2 separate regions of the Arachis hypogaea genome follow, and region 1 is linked to region 2. A link is a contact called in public Hi-C data. All regions are on one chromosome and are shown on one strand. Each heading gives the region's core, a stretch centred on a gene start, on an enhancer-like site or on the middle of the called end of the contact. The rest is flanking DNA. Distances are from core to core; before and after follow the strand shown.

The links. Hi-C and Micro-C count contacts between places; a contact is called where the count stands out from the background.
Region 1: a Hi-C map of leaf shows a contact between it and region 2, with 2.7 times the contacts expected there. The contact joins the promoter of LOC114924106 here to the promoter of LOC112738238 in region 2. A contact is called at or near these places in 2 of 8 Hi-C or Micro-C datasets (leaf and an unstated tissue).

Annotation. Positions count from the first base shown.
Region 1 is chr13:43,981,981-43,987,733 of arahy.Tifrunner.gnm2.J5K5, forward strand. LOC114924106 (G-type lectin S-receptor-like serine/threonine-protein kinase LECRK4) reads right to left here and starts at 2,146. Exons shown (of 1, transcript XM_029291591.2): 1 at 1-2,146. The coding sequence starts at 258.
Region 2 is chr13:43,814,545-43,820,436 of arahy.Tifrunner.gnm2.J5K5, forward strand. LOC112738238 (G-type lectin S-receptor-like serine/threonine-protein kinase LECRK2) reads left to right here and starts at 3,171. Exons shown (of 1, transcript XM_025788588.3): 1 at 3,171-5,641. The coding sequence starts at 3,171. The coding sequence ends at 5,585. LOC112738236 (G-type lectin S-receptor-like serine/threonine-protein kinase LECRK2) reads left to right here. Exons shown (of 1, transcript XM_025788587.3): 1 at 1-2,610. The coding sequence ends at 2,409.

The DNA.
Region 1 (5,753 bases), core at 896-3,395, 170 kb after region 2:
TGCTTGGAACTCTCTTTCTCCATCTTCAACCAACTTCTCAAGTCTCTTCACCGCAATGAATCTCCTACATCTTCCCGCCTTGTATAAAACCCCTTTGTAAACTGCTCCAAAAGAGCCCTTTCCCAACTCTTGTTTGAAACCGTTGGTTGCTCTCTTGAGCTCAGTGTATGAAAATCTCCTCAAAGCCACTTCCTCATTCAGCCCCAAGTCCCCAATCTCCAAGAGCCTTTTGTACTTGAGAACTCGAATCTTCGACATCAAATGACAAGATATCCCAATAGTGGAGCAGAAAATCAGAGTGAAAATGGAGGTAACAAGAATAATACGTAGAATTGCTTTGTTACTAGTAGTCTTGATGAATTGATTGTTCCAAGAATCTCAGGGACAGGCTCACTGCTAACATTATTCAAGTTCAAGTTTCTTACCTTGAAGAATTTCAAGGAGGGTACTTCTTCGTTTCCCTGTATCCTTTTTGCATATCTGAGAGGGGGTTGCTGCTTTGTACAAATCATGCTATTCTGATCATAAGAAGCAGCCCAACAATTGCAATCTTTCAAACAAGAAGAAGAGCAATCTTCCTCCTCTGACATTTGTGCCTGAAAATAAGAGCGGTCACCACGTGCCCAGGCCAATTTATCCAAAGGGACCATTCTGTAAAACGCGTCCTCACTACACTTGTCTTCTGAGAAGTTCCTTCTTCATCCAAGAGTATTTTGGTTCGGATCTAGATAATCAAATCCCAGAAGACAATAGCAAAATGGATTCTCATCGGCCAGTGCACAGTAGCTGTTGAAGCCGCAATAGCCCTTCACTGAACAAACAGTATCAGGCCAAGTGCTTACTATGCTGCTGTCTTTGGTAATTATGTCATGAGCATAGAGTCGGAAAACTCCATCAAAATCCAGAGTTGCACGATAAATAATTGTGGTGTTGTTCTTGTTCTTGTTCTTGTTCCCGGCAGCTAAATAATTAGTAGAAGTATCAAAAGGAAGCTCAAAAATGATCCTCAAATCAGTGTCATTCCTGATAAGTAGATAGCTTGTTGTTTGGTCGAGGCAAAGATGATAGGTGGTGATAGGAGCGTTGTTGTTGGTGCCGGTGGCATAGTAAGCATCAGAAGGGTAAGAGAGGCTTTTGATAGGGTAAGAGACAAGGTTGTTATCTTTCTGCATGACGAGATAGAAAAGCCCAATTGATGAATGGTCTGTTTTGGAGACACCAAAGACCAATTTGTTTCCATTGATCAACCTTTGCCCTCCTAAAATGGTGTCAGTTGGGTGATCAAAGCTTTGCCACACAACACTATGGGAAGTGTTCTTGTTGAGGTTGACCGGTGTATAGCTCGTTCATTGATGAATTTTTTCAAGCTTCTCGTCGGAATGAGTTATACGTCGGCAAGGAGAGAACAAGGGGGTGGGTACCTGCAAAAGACACTCCGACGCTCAAGTCAGTAAGTGTTTAAGATGTATAAGAATAATTCTATGAATATAGAATGTAAGACATAAAATAGAAATCATCATGTGTTGTATATTATAATAATTATATGAATATAGAATATATCTAGAATGTCTCTAGAACGTATCTAGAATGTATAGTGTATATAGAGATTGGTGCCTTTTATAGGTATAGAGTTGATGAATAGAATTGATGATATGACCGTTAATCATTAAGTAGAATAATGGTCATTAAGTCAGTAATGAATGTGTCAGTTATAGAATGAATGATAATTAAGGCCGAGTTATAACTCATAATACACAATAAAGACCGAGTTATAAGGTGACGGATCATAGCCCCCAAGCTTTGTCTGCCGATCATATGATCCAGGCTAAGCTTAGAAAATAAAATGATTTATAACTCGGTTAAAAGATAAGTGAATAATGATATGGTGAGCCCCCAAGCTTAGTCGGGTTATTATGTCGGCACGTATTCAAAAAATAATTGAATGATAAGAGTCATTCAATCAAGATAGTTGTGTGGGGGATACTTTTCCACTTAAGAACAATTTTAGAGATAGATATCCATTGGCGGAATCGATTGTATGATCCGAGGATATAATGGTTAATTGTCTTGGGAATTTTTCCGACCCACAACAACTTATTGATAAATTTCTCTCTCAAAGCAATTAGTTATTGAATATTTACAATTTACAATGAAGATCTGACATGAATAAGATAAATTGAGAAAATGAATAGGTATAAAACATATATTGAATAATATATATTGTAAAAATAAAATAGTTCAAAGTAAAAAAAAAAAATATATATATACCTTGAAAGTTGATAATTGTAGAGAAGAAGACGACATATATGAATGTCATACATGCCAAATGTGAATATCTGAATTTTGTTTTGTAGGACATGCTTTAATTTGATAATAAAGCAATAAGATAACAGTTATTGAATTATACATTTAGTATAATTTTCTAGCAGTTACAATATGACGAGGGATATTCTTCGTGCAATAATAGTAAATTGCCTGTTCAATTTTCTACATTAAACAAATAGTAACATAAAATTTAATAGCATAAAGTGAATAGTGTAACAGTTATATACAATTGATATATAATTAATTTTTGATGAAATCTAATTTTAAGATTTGAACTCATCATTAGTGTCATTTAATTGTATAAATGAAATCATTAAGCAATAATAATATAATACATAATGAAATAAAAATACAATTGACATGGTTGTTATATGTCATTATTGTATAGAACATATATTGAGGTTTGAATATAACTAATAAATAAGTAAATATTAGTTACACAAAATATAAATGCAAAAGTATGTTGAATAAAATATACAATTTTACTTGTGTAAATAGGAAACTTTGAAAAAGTAAGCAAAATTGATAAGTGAGTTTGTGCTCGAATTGATCGAGTTTGTTCTCGGATTGATTGAAAGCCGAGTTTATTCTCGGATTGGTTAATTGATCGATTATAAGATGTGAAATATTATCATACGTAAAAGTGAAGCAATTTGAAGGTATAAAATATAAACCTTATAAAAAGTTACGAATTACGATAGATTAAAATTTGATAAGAAGTATTAAATAAAATCTTAAACAAGATTGTTGAGATTGGTTCAAAAATTTGAATGTAAATCAAGTTTTATAAACCTAAGGGGAGTAGGAATTATTTTACTCGTCCCCACAGACGGCGCCAATTGTTCTTGCTGAGGTTGACCGGTGTATAGCTCGTCCGTCGATGAATTTCTTCAAGCTTCTCGTCGGAATGAGTTATACGTCGGCAAGGAGAGAACAAGGGGGTGGGTACCTGCAAAAGACACTCCGACGCTCAAGTCAGTAAGTGTTTAAGAGGTATAAGAATAATTCTATGAATATAGAATGTAAGACATGAAATAGAAATCATCATGTATTGTATATTATAATAATTATATGAATATAGAATATATCTAGAATGTCTCTAGAACGTATCTAGAATGTATCTAGAATGTATAGTGTATATAGAGATTGGTGCCTTTTATAGGCATAGAGTTGATGAATAGAATTGATGATATGACCGTTAATCATTAAGTAGAATAATGGTCATTAAGTCAGTAATAAATGTGTCAGTTATAGAATGAATGATAATTAAAGCCGAGTTATAACTCATAATGCACAATAAAGACCGAGTTATAAGGTGACGGATCAGGAAGCATTATAGATCACAAAGTTGCCGGAATCCAGCATGGAAGCTGAAGCTGCTTCTTTTCCAAGGTTTGAAAATGAAAAGCTAGTGATGTTGAGTGCCGCTACTGCTTCTTCTTCGGTTCCTTGTCGAAGAAGCAAACCCCGTGGGGTTAGCTGCAAGGTGGAGGAAGAGGAAAGTGGCAAACCGTCGCGGTTAGCGGTCCAGACCACGGTGTTGTCGGGGTCCAGAATCCATATGCCAAGAGCGTAGCCATCACGGTGAGGATAAAAGCCAAATGCAAAATTGCCGGAACTTGAAAGCCATGAAGATGGATTGCTGTTATTATTATTACCATTGGCAGAGAGCGATTTGCCCAACCCAATGATGTTCTCAACAGGTGTGGCTTCATTTGCTATTATTAGTATTAGAAGCAAGAAGAGAACAAGAATGATGGAAATGGTAGCCATGAAAAGCATGAGAATGAGCATGAGCATGACAATGTTTACTCTTAATTAATAACTTAGTTTCCACCAGTTAAGGAGAGGGTCCCACTCCAACATGCCGTATTGACTGGTGGCAATGGCACGCGGCACCTTTTTGAATCTATGAAGCTTCGCCTTTGGCATGTCATAACTACTCAAATCAGCGTATTATATTGGAAAAGAAAAGCCATACATGCAGGTTGAGCGACTTACCATTATAACCAAGTCTTCTTGGGGGATACTTACTGCCGATTGGAAAACTTTAAAAGTAATTTTTTTTTATTTTTGACTTATGAAAGGTAGTAGTATTAATGTTTGGTGCAATTTTCAAAACCAAATTGTAACTTTTTAAGAAGCTATTTAGGAGCTTATAGAGAAGTTAAAAAAAATGACTTCTCTCATAATACTTCTACTTTTCATCATATTTCTATAAAATAAGCACTTTTAGAGTTAAAAATCCAAACACAAAATAACTTATTTATAAGTTACTTTTAACAGAGTCACTTATTATTTAAGTTATTTTATCAAAAGGAGTTTAATTAAATTAGTTACTCAAACTAAGCCTTATACTTATTATACAATATACATGCATGTTCACATGCCTACGTTGAAACTAAACAATTTCTTTAGTAGCAGTGTGCGTTCATATTATGATAACTCTCAAAATATTTTTTAAGATTTATTTTTTGTCCTTACTTCCAAACTTATTTATTCCTTTGGTGTCTATGAATCTAATTTGTCTTAAAAATAGAGATAGAATAAAATAAAATTTACTCTTTTATTTTTGAATTCCATGAACAAAATTTAGATATTATAGAAAAGACCTTCTAAACATACTCATCTAACTTAATTTATAAAGTAGAAGATAAAATAAAAGAGAAAGGATTAGGAACTAATATATGTAGTGTACAATATGTACAATGGAAATTATATTAAAATTAAAAATAAATTAAGGTTAATTAATTAATTTTTAATTGTTTCATATTTGAAATTTGAAAGGAATTAGAATTTCCCTCAGTGAGGTAAAAAAAAACGCAGCCCTAATTCTAATTCTCTCTAGCGTCGTTCTTCTTCTTCTTTCCTTTCAGCACCGGCGTCTCCTCTTCATTTCTCGTGTTGCCATCATCCACCGCACCAAGTCTCCCCTCGTGTTGCCCTCCTCAATCGCTCCTCAGCGAGTGCATCCTCCCTCATGTCGCCCTCCACCATGATACCGCAACCCCGACCATCGTTAGCACGGCCGTTGAAACTCGCCACCCCATGCTGCCCGACGGCCTCCCCCTGCTCGCCACCAGACTTGTTGCAATCCTGCTCTCCGCGACTGACGCCCACCAACACGGTAATCTATTGAAGAATTTCAATATTATTGAAGAATTTTAATATTAGGTGTGAACACATTCCCCTGACTCTGCTCATCAAATTTAAGGTTCTTAACAGAATGAATGTTATGAGTTGTTGCAGATTGTGTGGATGAAATTGATGCACAACAGGTCTTTGACTATGCCCTTTACAAAGATGGAAAAAATACCAAGCTCTCTTATCCCTTAAAAAAGTTTAGTTTTGATATTTCCGGTAAAAGCTTTCACAATGGCCGTTTCAACCAAAGAATGCTAGTGAAGGCTTCTTCTCTTCCCAAGTAC
Region 2 (5,892 bases), core at 1,921-4,420:
TTGCTAGTGTTGTTGATGCTATTTGCAAATGAAACCACAGCTGAGACAAACCACACCCACCTCATTCCTATAGGATCTACGATCTCTCCTACAGGCAAAAATACTTCATGGTCTTCACGTTCTGGCCTCTTTGCTTTTGGCTTTTACCCTCACGGTAACAGCTATGCTGTTGGAATATGGCTGCTTACTCAACCTAAACACACAATTGTGTGGACTTATCATCCTTATAGTCCATCAATGTCTTCAAATTCCACATTGAGATTGACCAAAGAAGACGGGCTACTTCTTCTGCAAGAAAATGAAGACCCAGAGTTTCTCATTCCACTTTATTTTTTACATCAGGCTAAAGTAGAAGTGGCTTCAGCATCTATGCTTGATTCTGGCAACTTTGTGCTTTATGATAAGAATTTTAGTATGTTATGGAGTAGTTTCGGTGACCCAAGTGACACCATATTAGGTGGCCAGAATTTAACAGGTGGAATGGGCCTGGTCTCTAGTGTGTCACAATCAGACCATTCGAGTGGACATTTTTTGCTAAGCAGGCAGCTTGATGAACACCTAGCTGCTTGCCGTGTGAACAGCACATGTGAACCGGAGGATGCTTATTGGGCTAAAAACACATACTTTGAAGGTTATGGTTATCTACAGCTCAGTCTTAGCATTGAAGGTTCGCTTTGCCTAAAAGATTATTCCTCTGGTTCTGAACTGGAGTGTTTAGCTAGTAGCAAGAACCTCACAGACAAGTCAAAGAATGCAACTTTTATCTACCGTGCTACACTTGATGAAGATGGGGACTTCAGACTGTATGCTCACCAATTCGAGGGAAATACTAGCTCAGGTGTGCAAACGCTGTGGAAAGCCGTGGAGGGGGATAAATGTCAAGTCCCACTTTGTGGCTTGAACAGTTACTGCTTCATCAAGAGCGACAAAGTCATGTGTCAGTGTTATCCCGGTTTCATCCCTATCAAGAGTGGTGGTAACGATACCAGGTTTCTCGACTGCGAACAGAACCACAGCAAAGATAATTGTGAGAGCATAGAGGACCCAACAATGATGTACAATATGACTTCCTTAAAGGATATCTACTGGGGTGGTTCTCCTTATTTGGTTGTGCCAATAGAGATGGAAACTTGCAAGAAGTCTTGTCGGAAAGACTGTGATTGCAGGGCGGTGTTATATAAGAGCGGCATCTGCGAAAAATATAAGCTTCCACTTCTATATGGCAGAAGCTCTAAAGATGCATCAATGACGGCCTTCGTGAAGATGCCTTCAGGAATTGTCCTAAGTCCTACTTCAAACCAAACTGCTCTATCTCCAACAAAGCCCTGCGTCTTTGTTGATGACAAGAGAAGTCTTATAATGATTCTGTCCCTTACCCTGGGTTGGATTTCGTTTTTTGGTTTGGTCTTTGTATTGTATATTTTCATCATTTACAGGCATCAAGTTCATAGGTATGCAATATTATCTGCAAGTGAAAATCTAGGATTTGTAGAAGAATGTTCCTTGCGTTCATTTTCCTTTGATGAACTTGTGAAATCAACTGGAGGCTTTGCAGAGGAGATAGGCAGAGGATCTTTTGGAGCGGTTTATAGAGGCACAATTGGTGACAGTAACAGAAGGGTTGCTGTGAGGAGACTTGAGAAATTTGTTGATGAAGGGGAGAGGGAATTCCAAGCAGAAATCACAGCCATTGCTCGAACTCATCATAGGAATCTGGTGAAGCTCATTGGTTTCTGCATTGATGGATCCAGGAAGCTTCTTGTTTTTGAATATCTCAGCAATGGGTCTCTTGCAGATCTTCTCTTCAAGTCTCATATGACTATGGCTTGGAAAGAGAGATTAAAGATTGCATTAGACGTGGCTAGGGGAGTCTTGTATCTGCATGAGGAGTGTGATGTTCGGATTATCCACTGCAACATAAAGCCTCAGAATATACTCATGGATGAAGTGTGGACTGCAAAGATATCCGATTTTGGATTTGCAAGGCTGTTGAAACCCAGCTATTCAAGAATGAAGAAAATGGATGACAAGAGAAGTAGGTACTTGGCACCTGAATGGCAGAAGGATGAATCAGTGTCAGTTAAAGCTGATGTTTATAGTTTTGGGGTGGTGTTACTGGAGATTGCATTCCGTAGAAGCAGTATTGATATGAATGTTGCATCACCAGAAGAGATAGTTCTTTCCAGCTGGGTATATAAATGCTATGCGGCGGGGCAGTTGAATAAGCTTGTGGCAGATGATGAAGGCGAAGATGTAGATTGGAAAATACTTGAAAGAATGGTGAAGTTGGGGTTGTGGTGTGTTCAAGACAAACCATCTCTTCGTCCGACAATGAAGGATGTGATCTTAATGTTGGAAGGACTGAAAGATATTCCGGTTCCTCCCTCTCCAGCCTTCTTTGTTGAATAATCTAGGGACACCACCGTCCATTTTTATGTTGTTCTTGTCATCCATGTTGTGTGTAGCGTTTGTACTTGTCGTGCCATCCATGGGAGTACATAAAAAGAAAGGTTTATGTTTTCATATTGCATATAATAATAACAGTTGTTTATAAATTGTATTTACATGTATGCCAGTGGAGATTCACATAATAATAATATTAGTTTTTCATTTCTACAGCTTCAAAACGTTTGGTTACGCTACTCTATTATATATGGAATCATTATCATAGACACAAATGTTCATTAATATATTATCACACTTTGGATTTAAATCGATGAATCTTCCCCTGCATTACATGGGTAATTTACATGTTATATTCATATTTGATTCATGCGGTTCAACAGGGGATTCACTAACTCGAAACTTTGACCGAGTCCATGGTCTCATTGAGCTTTAACAAAATAATGTATGAGTTCCTTGTTTACCAGGTCTAAAGACCGTGGAAGATACTCCAAATGTGTGATAATGAAGATTGACGTTCATTGTCTAGTTAGAAAGCTTCTTAGGCTTTTCTTCACTAGGTGTCTTTCCACAACTGGTCCAAGAAATTTTGGTCTTATTTGTTTGCACTATTGCTAGTTTTCCACTTGATGTTGATTTGAGTGGTTATAGATGAAGCAAGGTCTTTGTATGGCATTTCCTATAAAGCTCAAAGCATGAAAGGCAATGATGTTATGAGCCAGTTTGCATCTCTTGTTATCAAGACCAAAGTACTGATTTGAGTAGTTATGAATACTCTTTCTGCAAGTGCCGTTGGTATCTTCCTATTGCTCCTGTCCTTATGTTATGTAGGAAGAACAACAGAAACACAAGTTCCAGTTACAAAGATAACACCCGGTTCCTCACTTCACCCTGCCACTAACCCTACTCACTGGTCTTCTTCTTCTGGCCAATTTGCATTTGGCTTTTATAAGCAAGGTAGTGGCTATGCCGTTGGAATCTGGTTGGTTGATGCGAAGAACAATACGGTGGTATGGACTGCAAACCGAGACGATCCACCAGTTACTTCAAATGCAACTCTACAGCTGACTGCACAAGGTAAATTTGTTGTGCAAACAGAACAAGGAAAAGAGATGCTCTTTGCTAATGCAACTGCTTCCTATGCCTCCCTGCTCGATTCTGGAAACTTTGTACTATATAACCAGACTTATGGCATCATATGGCAGAGTTTTGATTTCCCAACCGATACTATGTTAGGTGGTCAATCTCTACCTTCTGGAGGTCAATTATTGTCTAGTTCTTCAGATACCAATCATTCAAGTGGACGATTTCGCCTTAAGATACAGGATGATGGAGACTTTGGTCTGTATCCAGCACATACAACTGACACAACAAGGGATGCTTACTGGCCGCAAGGTACTCCATTATATAATGATAAGATAGTCAAAGGCAAAGCTTATCTTTACCTCAACAAAACAGGTTTGCTGGTGTCCAAGAATGGTAGCAATAGTGTTATTTCGAGCCATTATGGACCTTTATCTGGCGATAGTGTCGGCAGCAACCAGACCATTTATCGTGCAACCCTGGACCCTGATGGGGTTTTCAGGCTGTATGCTCATGATAAAGGTAGTGTGTCCAAGAAAGTTTCACAGTGGCCATGGGATGACGGATGTGAGGTAAAGGGTTACTGCGGCTTTAACAGCTACTGTACATTCAACGACGACAAACCCTACTGCTATTGTCTTGAAGGTTTCGACTTTATAGAGCCAGATCAACCCACTCTTGGCTGCAAAAGGAACTTCTCAATTGCAGAGTGTAGAGGTGAGAAAGGCAGCGCAGCTGCAGCCTATTATAACATGGTCACCATGCTAGATATTCAATGGGATGATCACGCTTATTCCGGGGCCGATATGGAGCACGAACAAGAATGCTCTGATTCTTGTTTGGCTGATTGCAACTGTTGGGGTGCCCTTTATGAGAACGGGAAATGCTTGAAACAAGGGATGCCTTTCAGATATGTCTCAAGGAGAGTTGAAGAGTTCTCAGCCACAGCCAGCACAATGTTCTTAAAGGTGGGAAATATCACCCATAAAAGCAGGAATCCTAATGATGTATTCATGTCTCTCCCAATCAGGAGTACTAGCAACAAAGCAGTTGTCACTATCATTGTCATCACATCGGTGTTCACTCTTCTTTTATGCTCAATGATCACCATCTCTTGCCACCTGATTTACAAGACTCGAGTTCTAAGGCTTCAGAGGCAGATGGAGACTGGGAACTTAGGCCTAAATGAAGAAGTGGCCTTGAGAAGATTTTCATATAGTGAACTGAAGCGGGCAACAAACGGTTTCAAGCAAGAGCTGGGTAAGGGTTCTTTTGGAGCAGTCTACAAAGGCAGCTTATACAAAAGTAGAAGATCCATTGCAGTGAAGAGACTAGAGAAGCTAGTTGAAGAAGGAGAAAGAGAGTTCCAAGCAGAGGTGCGAGCCATCGGAAAAACACATCACAGGAACCTTGTTCGCTTGCTGGGATTTTGTGCCGAGGGTCCCAAGAGGCTTCTGGTCTATGAATACATGAGTAATGGTTCCCTTGGAAAGCTCATCTTTGGGGGTGAAAAGCGTCCTGATTGGCATGAGAGAGTGAGAATAGCACTGGATATTGCAAGAGGGATCCTTTATCTCCATGAAGAGTGTGAGGCACCCATTATTCACTGTGACATAAAGCCTCAAAATATCTTGATGGATGAATTTTGGACTGCAAAAATATCTGATTTTGGTCTAGCAAAACTCTTAATGCCAGATCAAACGAGAACCTTCACAGGGATTAGAGGGACAAGAGGGTATGTGGCTCCAGAATGGCACAAGAACACCCCAATATCAGTGAAGGCAGATGTTTACAGCTATGGTGTTGTGCTGCTGGAAGTTATATGCTGCAGAAGGAACATCGAAATTAGCGTTTCTGTACCAGAGGAGATTCTTCTCTCTAGCTGGACCTATAACTGCTTTGTTGCTAAAGAGTTGCATAAGCTAGTTCCTAGGGAAATAGTGGATAAGAATGTTTTGGAAAATATGGTGAAGGTAGCACTGTGGTGTATCCAAGATGAGCCTGCTCTCCGGCCAACAATGAAGAGTGTGGTGTTGATGTTAGAAGGGGTTACTGATGTAGCTATTCCTCCTTGTCCAACAACCTCTATTTCTATGTAAATTCTCTTCTGCACTGTGGGAAATAATATTGATGTGTCTTTGTGTTTTTCAGTTTATATGTTTGTCTTCTGTTTAGTGCGTTTCAAATTCTTTCAATTGTTCTCGGTGGTGTTGAGATATATAACAAGGTACAAGAAAGAAGCTAATGTAATTCCCATGATAATTAATGTTTTATCAAAACCACTGCTTTTGAATTGATGATCAGAAGTTCAAGACACTACAGTTTGTGATATATGAATTGTACTGTTAATCTATTATAAGCATAATAATCACAAACATGTCATTTTAATGTTTACTTTGTTAATAT